Linked DNA regions of Mus musculus: region 1 is linked to region 2. The links are chromatin contacts, called in public HiChIP or PLAC-seq maps. All regions are on one chromosome and are shown on one strand. Each heading gives the region's core, a stretch centred on a gene start, on an enhancer-like site or on the middle of the called end of the contact. The rest is flanking DNA. Distances are from core to core; before and after follow the strand shown. Region 1 overlaps Cd247 (CD247 antigen). Region 2 holds the start of Creg1 (cellular repressor of E1A-stimulated genes 1).

What was found. HiChIP or PLAC-seq counts read pairs in DNA pulled down with a chosen protein or histone mark.
Region 1: a contact with region 2 is called in an H3K4me3 HiChIP or PLAC-seq map of the SCID.adh cell line, with 13 read pairs. The contact joins the enhancer-like site here to the promoter of Creg1 in region 2. A contact is called at or near these places in 3 of 484 Hi-C or Micro-C datasets (muscle stem cells, natural killer cells and nephron progenitors), 2 of 115 datasets of contacts at active chromatin or transcription factors (the SCID.adh cell line and pancreatic cancer cells) and 1 of 9 other capture datasets (adipose tissue).

Annotation. Positions count from the first base shown.
Region 1 is chr1:165,826,885-165,830,825 of GRCm38.p6, reverse strand. The region is part of intron 1 of Cd247 (CD247 antigen); the gene reads right to left. Among named protein-coding and RNA genes, the nearest start is that of Gm23402, 19 kb to the right of the region's middle. Within about 2 kb of position 2,410, at least 16 of the 459 cell types and tissues checked have an H3K27ac peak or open chromatin away from gene starts, as enhancers often do. A contact at or near this core is called in the SCID.adh cell line, where this site is marked.
Region 2 is chr1:165,761,262-165,765,341 of GRCm38.p6, reverse strand. Creg1 (cellular repressor of E1A-stimulated genes 1) reads right to left here and starts at 1,584. Exons shown (of 4, transcript NM_011804.3): 1 at 1,204-1,584. The coding sequence starts at 1,557.

The sequences.
Region 1 (3,941 bases), core at 1,161-3,660, 65 kb before region 2:
TAATGCTGGAGAATTTTTTCACGCGTTCTTCACTGTGCAGTTGTCACTTTATGAATCTGACGGCCATGAGCTTTGCTTATTCTTCCTGGATGGACGTTTGCACATGCTTGGCACTATTCGTCTCTTCCCATCATATTAGGGATTGTTGTACATATATTAAGATGGTCTCTCTTTACCTCTATCTTTCAGTTGGTATCTTTGATACATGCAAATTGTAATTTAGGAGATTCTTTTGTCCCCCTCTACCTCTACCTGTAGGCTTAGAAAATCTTTCCTCATTTTGAGATCAAAGATGTGTTCACTTACGTTTTCTTGGGAACACTTGTTTCAAAGATTCCCCTGTCCCGAAACAAAAGTTAGAGAGCTGTCTTGGCAGGAGCCCAGGTTATCTCTTGTTAAGTGAATTTGTGCGTGTAAATACACGTGTGTGCACATACACATGCATGCGCACACACGTGCACAGACTGTAGGACACGAGAAAAGCAAGTCTAGCCAGAAGGACCTTCCTTGTCTATTTAAATACAGTAAAATTCAAAAGTCAAGACTGCCAGGCGTAAGGCAGCAGGCCTGCCATCCCACAGCTGGCTCAGGGAGGATGCCAGGGGGCTTCTGATAAAATTGGTTTCCTGGACCTTGTGTATCACTCGGTTTCTTTAAAGAAATAAAACCATGGGAGCAAAGGCATCAGGTTTAAATGTGTAGACAGTCATGTGACATACCACAGGGCAGTCATGTGACACACCACAGGGCAGTCATGTGACACACCACAGGGCTAATTCTGAAAAATGCATTGTTCAATGATTTCAACCTTAGGGGAATGTCATAGATAAGGTCGCAACAGCATCTCTCGGTAGTATAATTGTATGATTCCAGTGGCATCCGTGTGGTCTGGCATTGTCAAAGATGTCATTAAGGCACTGGCAAGTTAGCTCAGTGGGTAAGAATGCTTGCCACCAAGCCTGAAGACCTGGGTTTGGGACCCAGGACCCTCATGGTAAAAGGACAGAAACCAGTTCCTGCAAGTTGTGCTCTGACTTCCGCATCCATGCCAATGGCACATTCATGTGTGTGAGCAGGCACGTGTGCACATGCGCATGCATACACCTTTAAATGTGATTGTAAAAACATCAGGTTATAGATGTGTGGTACAACATAGGTCACATACAGTATTTATAACATAGGTGTAATTTGTATAAGTGGTTTGAGAGGACGGTTTGCTTACTGGTGCCGGGGATTGAACCCAAGACGAGACGCACACGCTCCCATTGAAGTACCCCAATCCCTATAAACTCTTGAGAAAGACAATTGTTGCATGTCTGTGTGACCCCTTACCCACCATAAGTGCCTGACTCAACAGCCTCATGACCCAGCGACTTGCATGCCTTTAAAAGGATTCACTGTGCCTTGGTTCAGATCTGTGCCACCTGCCCACACATGGGTCCCTCTGCTCTGAGTCTTGGTTTCCCACAGCCCATGCTGTTCTGGTTGAGTCACCTTCCCCAGGTGTATACATACATACATACATACATACATACATACATACACACATACATACATGCATGTGTATATACAGAGGGGTGACCAACATCTGCTCCTTAGGCATCTGATACCACTGGTTTCTCTATCCCTTACACACAGGCATCTCCTCTGCAGTATACCAGAAGATCAATTATAAAGCCTTTCCCTGAACACCTCATTAGCTTTTCTCCTCCCACCTCCGGGTGGTGACCAGATGCCCCAGCACCTCCATTGCCTCCCTTCCCCTTCTGACTCCTCCTTTCTAGGCCTGTCTGTCCACTTCCTCCTGAGAACAGCTACAGCCTGGACTTGGACACTGTTCTGAGAACAAGCATGGTTCTCGCCCATCCTCATGATGACAAGCAAAGTCACCCAGTGGCAACATGTGGGGCTGTTTCCCTTGCGGGTGCGTGTGTGTGTGTGTGTGTGTGTGCTCTGCAAAGTCTAGAATGTTCAAGAATGTTCAAGAAGAAGTTCCTCATATGCTGACTAGACATACACAGTCTTCTTGCAGAATAGGTGACTCTTGACTCGGAGGGGATGCGGATGTGTATGTAGTGTGGTAGAGGGGACCCAGGACTCCCAAGTCTGTGTGGCCTCGCCAGCTGTACCCATTTAATCTGGGCAGTTCCTTTCTATCTCTCTTTCAGCCTGTGCTTATCTCTCAGGATCTCTACCTGCACTGTGCAGCCCACCCTACCCCCGGCTGATTAGACAGAGCTGTAGGAACCGGAGATAGCCTATTGCTCCCTTCCTAAAAGTTTCTTTCTGATTTAGTTTGTGAGATAAACCTGCCTCATTCTAGATAGATGGAGATATAAACACTCACTGCCCTCTCTGTACTGACACCGTGGCTATGGGCAGGGCTCGGGCTGGGGAAGGGGAGCCAGTCTCAAACTAGTGACTGCCTGAGCCTTTATAGTTAGATTCTAATCTCCTTTCCCTCCACCCACCCACCGGTACAACCAACGCATCCTGGCACACCTGCTTGGTTGAGGTGGCGTGTGGTGGTAGTGGGGGTGGAGGGTGGCAAAGGAATATTTGCTTGCTATGTGGAGAGAAAAATTCTGCTCCTGGTCACCACACCTAACTGGAGTCTCAAGGATATTTCCAGGTAGCAGGGGCCTAGAAGGAGTAATGAGAGTCCTGCACACAGAGAACCTTTGTGAAGACAACAGCCAGGCCTTGGAGGATTGGCCAAGCCCACACTGGAGTGGGAAATGCTCAACAGGCATGGCATAGCCACATCATGCGAGTGCACAGATGCTCACAAACACTTCTAGAGTTGTGCTAGAACAATGAGAGGGTGATAGGGAGAAGAGGAAAGGGAGACAGCTCAGTCAGCAAAGGCCTTGTACTGCAAGCATGAGGGACTGGGCTCAATCTCCAAGACCCACATATAAAAGCCTGGCCTGGTGGCACATACCCTTAATCCTGTCTCTGCGGTGGTGGAGTCAGGTGGATCCCTGGGCCTTGCTGGTTAGTCAGCCAGTGTATTTCATTAGTTCCAGGCCAGTAAGAGGCTCAGAAAGGACAGGTGGATGCTAACTGGAGGATACTTAAGGTTGTCATTTGGCCTTCACACTTACAAGCATGCACATATGTCCCCATAGGTGGACCCCTCCAGCACACATGTACAATTTGGAATTTTTCAGTAGCCAATGTTGGAACAACTCACACATCAATAAGATGAGGAACTGTGTGTAGTATATTAAGTGATGTAGGTATATTTAAGTCCACACATTCATCATGACCCTGAAACTTCACCTCTGAGGGTGATGGGGAACATTTTTGTTTGCTTGCTTAAGATTTCCCTGTCAACCATCACTCAAATTGTAAAACTATTAAACAAATGCACAAGGACAACAATACAATTGTTGTACAATATAATTATACAACACTATAATTGTACAAGTACAGTTACAGCCACCGCTGAGTATCAAGAATGAGCGGTGGATGACTACTCTTGTCCACACTCACACAACAGAGCCCTCTGCCCAGCATTAGTTTTGAATCCATTTTATATAAGCAAGTCATTGTAGATAAAGGAAAGGAATCTAGCGTTTACCCTGAGCATGTATCAGGGCAGCCAAACAGGTAAGGAGGGAACATTTCTACCCCCAAATGAAAACATAGCTTATTCCTAATGAGATAGCCCCTCTATGCAATGGTTGTCATTGGCTCTTATCATCACAAGAAAACACGTGTGATGTGCCGTAAGCCTCAGGAGAAGAGTACCACTTTCTAGCATCCTTGCTCCAGCAGCAAACCTGAGTCGTTTCAAGACTCCATGTGTATGTGCAAGGGGGAAAGAAGGAATGAGTTAAATAACAGCTCAGGTGTGCACCCAGTGAAATGCAGACTGTGGGAAACTCTGTGGGATTAACAACTTGGCTTCCTCCATGAATACAGCTCAACAAAGG
Region 2 (4,080 bases), core at 335-2,834:
GTCAGTTTTGGAGGTCACTCCTCAGAAGCTGGAGCCATCCAACTGGCTTTTTGAGCCAGGCTCTCTCTCCCTGCGGTCTGAAGCTCACTGACTCCGCTTGGCTGGCAGGCCAGGGAGCTAGCCACCTGGCCAGTGCAAGATCACACGTGTGTGCAAGTGTGTGCAAGCCGTTGAGCCAGTGTAGGATCACATGTGCGTGCAAGCTGTCAAGATGGGTACTGAGGACCAAATACAGGTCCTCGCGCCTACATGGCAAGTATTTTACCAACTGGGCTATTTCCCTAGCCCCTAGGATTGCAGTTTTAAAAGGCAGTAGCTAATTTAAATTTGTTTAGAACAATACAGAACTCTGTGGAGGCTGAAGAAAACGGGTCTCTTCTATTCTAGCACATGGGTCCCAGTCCTGTGGCCTGTGCTTTGAAGACAAGTGGGTCTGAGGTGAACTAGGGTTGGCCCCCTGGCTTTGCGCAAATTACTTAACCTCATGTCTTCATCTGTAAACCCGGAATAGCCATGCCTGTTTCTAAGAGTTACTACAAGAGACAATGAATGAAAACAGGTGGAACCGAAAAGCCCTAGGCACATACCATGGCAAGGGCTTGGTTAAAGCGTCGGCGTCTCTTGGCTCACTGTTTACCACGACACCAAGCTTTCTCAGTTTTGCCACAGACCCTCCACCGAGTCAGGCTTCATTTCTGGGCTCCTGTGTGGCCTTTCCCTCCCAGGCTGTTTCCACCTGAGCTGTAAGCAGAGCCAGGTCCGCAGTCAACTATAATGCTGTGTAGTAGTTTCCCACTGCTGATAGGTAAAGGTAGGGAAGAGAATCTCCGAAGTCACATAAGCCAAACGCTAAACTATCCAACAATCTGTATGCCTTTAGATCACAAGAGTGCAGTTTATGCAGAGACAGCGCCTAAAGAGGACGCCTGACTATCTGAAGGGTGTGAAGTGCTCCAGGTACTGGCAAAGAATTTACCCCAAGCGCTTAGACCAGTAACAGGGTAAGTAGGAACTTCCTGGTAGTTCCCCAACATCTGGGATGCTACAACCTCCGCCTAGCCAGCGCAGGCCAGAAGAGACAGTCATGTGAGCTGGGTTCAAAAGTCTTATCTCTAAGACCCACGCTCTCCCCAGCGAGCTAAACTGGAGACGCTGGTTTCCTGCTCTGCCGGGTCTGGGAAACCGCGCCGCGCTCCCGCTCACCTGCAGGTCGCTCACGGCTTGCTGCAGTGGACTCAGGTACATGTAGGGCTCGCCCGTGCCTTCTCCCGGAGGACCGTCACTGATTGAGATGATGTCCGCGAAGGGCCAGCCGCGCACCTCCTTTATTGTGGAGATAGTGGCCAGCGAGCCCCAGTCTGAGACGTGAGTCACGAAGCGGGCCACGCGCGGCCCGTCTTCGCGGGGTGGCAGCGGAGGCAATCGCCTGTCCACGTCCCAGTCCCCGTGGTCCCGGCCTCCGCGACCCGAGGCCGGCGACACCAGTAGTGCCACCAGCGCGGGCGCCAGAAGGGCAGCAAGCAGGGAACGCGCGAGCTCAGGAGCACGGGCAGCCATGACGCTGACTGCGGAGTCCCTGCCCACCGACCAAACTCTGCCGGGGTAACTATTGCCTGCCCGTTGTTCCGCCCCTCCGAGAAAGCCAATCAGAGATGAGCAGGCAAGAGGGGGCGTGGCTCCAGTGCAACCCAGTTTCCAGAAGCATATGGTCTGTTCACCGTGTCCTGTGATCTGCTCTGTGAAGAGTGCGAATTTGCCCTAAAGAGATATTTGTTTTGCTTGTTTGATTTACAGACAGATAAATGAGGTCTAGAAGAAATTAAGCAACTTCCTAAGTCACAGTGCTAGAAAAAAGCTGCCTGCATGCACGCACACACCTCCTTTTTAATGTCTTTGAGTATGCTTGCCTGGCATCTAAGAGAACGTGAGTTTTCTGTGTGCTCTTTTCTGTTTACTGACTGTTAGCAAGCAAGCCTATATGTAGTACAGTACAGAAATACCGACATGCAGGAACTTAAAAATTCCTGGCCCAGAAGAGTCTTCAGATAAAGCCACTTTGTTAGTTTTCGGTATCCCACTCAAGACTTTGACCTTGTCCATTTGAGACCTGTCAAGTCATCTAGCTCGGTTAAATTCGTGGTTTCATGCATTTATTCTGGCAGATCCTCCAAGCCCGTGGAGGATTTTCATTCTGCTACCCTAGGGAGTTAGAAAATGTATGCAAACGTGTTTGCGTCGTTTTAAAACTGTGGCCACTGTTAGAATCTTTTAAGCCCCACCCATCCTATAGTCTGAATCAGGCCACACCTCTCTGCAGCTCTCTCTCTTCCTAACAGAGTTATGAAGCAGTCCGTGCTTAGCCGCTACTCTTTTTTCTTTCTTAAAAAAATATTAGGTATTTTCTTCATTTACATTTCAAATGCTATCCCGAAAGTCCCCTGTACCCCCCCCTCCCCTACCCACCCACTCCTACTTCTTGGCCCTGGTGTTCCCCTGTACTGGGGCATATAAAGTTTGCAAGACCAAGGGGCCTTTCTTCCCAATGATGGCCGACTAGGCTATCTTCTGCTACATATGCAGCTAGAGACACGATCTCTGGGGGTACTGGTTAGTTCATGTTGTTGTTCCACCTATAGGGTTGCAGACCCCTTCAGCTCCTTGGCAGCTCCTCTTAGTCTGTGGCACCCAGCTCCCTGTCATGTAGGCCAGGATGAACTAAATCATGGGATGTGAAACTTCCTGACACCTCTAAAATGATATAAAAATCAGGCTTAGCCTCTATTCTAGGGACTGGTGTGAGACTCCTAAAGGAGATTTCTGGAAAGATATTCTGAGGTCTGCCTCTAGCTAGCCCCCCACCCCAATCTGGCCCACTACTCTGTCTTTCTCCTGATCTCTGTCTGTCTCTCTGTCTCTCTCTCTGTCTCTGCCTCTCTCTCTCTCTCTCTCTCTCTCTCTCTCTCTCTCTCCCATTCACGTGTGTTGAGGTTTGGTCTTTTGCTATGTATTGTAATGCTAGGTTCTATATGAGAAAGTCTAGCCCTATTAGTGACTTCTCATGCTTACAAGCTTTTGTTGTACAGACCTTGTTCCTTGATTTACATCTATTGGTTAAATAAAATTGGCTGCAGCCAGTCATTGGAAGGATTAGAGGTAGGTGAGACGGGGAAAGAGGAAGAATGAAAGAGGAGGAGGAGGAGGAAGAAGAAGAGGAGAAAGAAGATGAGGAGGAAGAGGAAGAGCAGGAGGAGGAGTAGAGAAAGAGGAAGAAGAGGAGGAGGAGGTACCATGAGCACATGGTCAGGAGAAACAGCAAGTGTCTGGGGTACACCAATAGAGAGGAAGCCAGGCCTGTAGTTAGAAGAGTAGATTAGGGGTCACCCCCAGTATTCATCAAAGCCAAATAAAATAGCCATAGCCTGAGTCTCATTTATTTGTAAGCTAGTCAGAGATAAGCTTAAACTGTTTGTACTACACACATTCTTTTTTGTTGTTGTTGTTGTTTTTTATGATTTATTTTATGTATGAGTGCTCTATCTGCATGTACATCTGTGTGCCAGAAGAGGGCATCAGATCCCATTACAGACGGTTGTGGGCTACCATGTGGTTGGTGAGAATAGAACTCAGGACCTGTGGAAGAGCAGGCAGCCAGCACTCTTACCTGCTGAGCCATCTCTCCAGCCCTTACTCACACCCTAAGTGAAGTTCCTCTCCAGGCTTTAAGGGGAAGCCTGTCCTCCCGTTCAGGCTCCATCTTGTTAGAGCTTCAAAAGCAATGCTGTCTCTGTCTAATGCTGTCCCTCTGGTCTCAGGTCCTGGAGTCCTGCTCAACTGCACAAAAGGACTGTGTCTGCTTTGCTGACAGACTCATGCTGTTCATCTTTTTGGACAGTCACATCTTTGCAGAGTCTTTGCAGGTCTTTGTGACTCGGCCTCTGGTATATGAAGGGCTCAGTAGATTACTTTCTTAAAGCTAGCCACCAAGATGAATTCCCTAATTTGGCTATTTCCTCCCCCTGAGGCTGATCACCAAGGTCTAGATATCAAATTATTGGCATCCAGCAATCAAAAGCTCCCTTT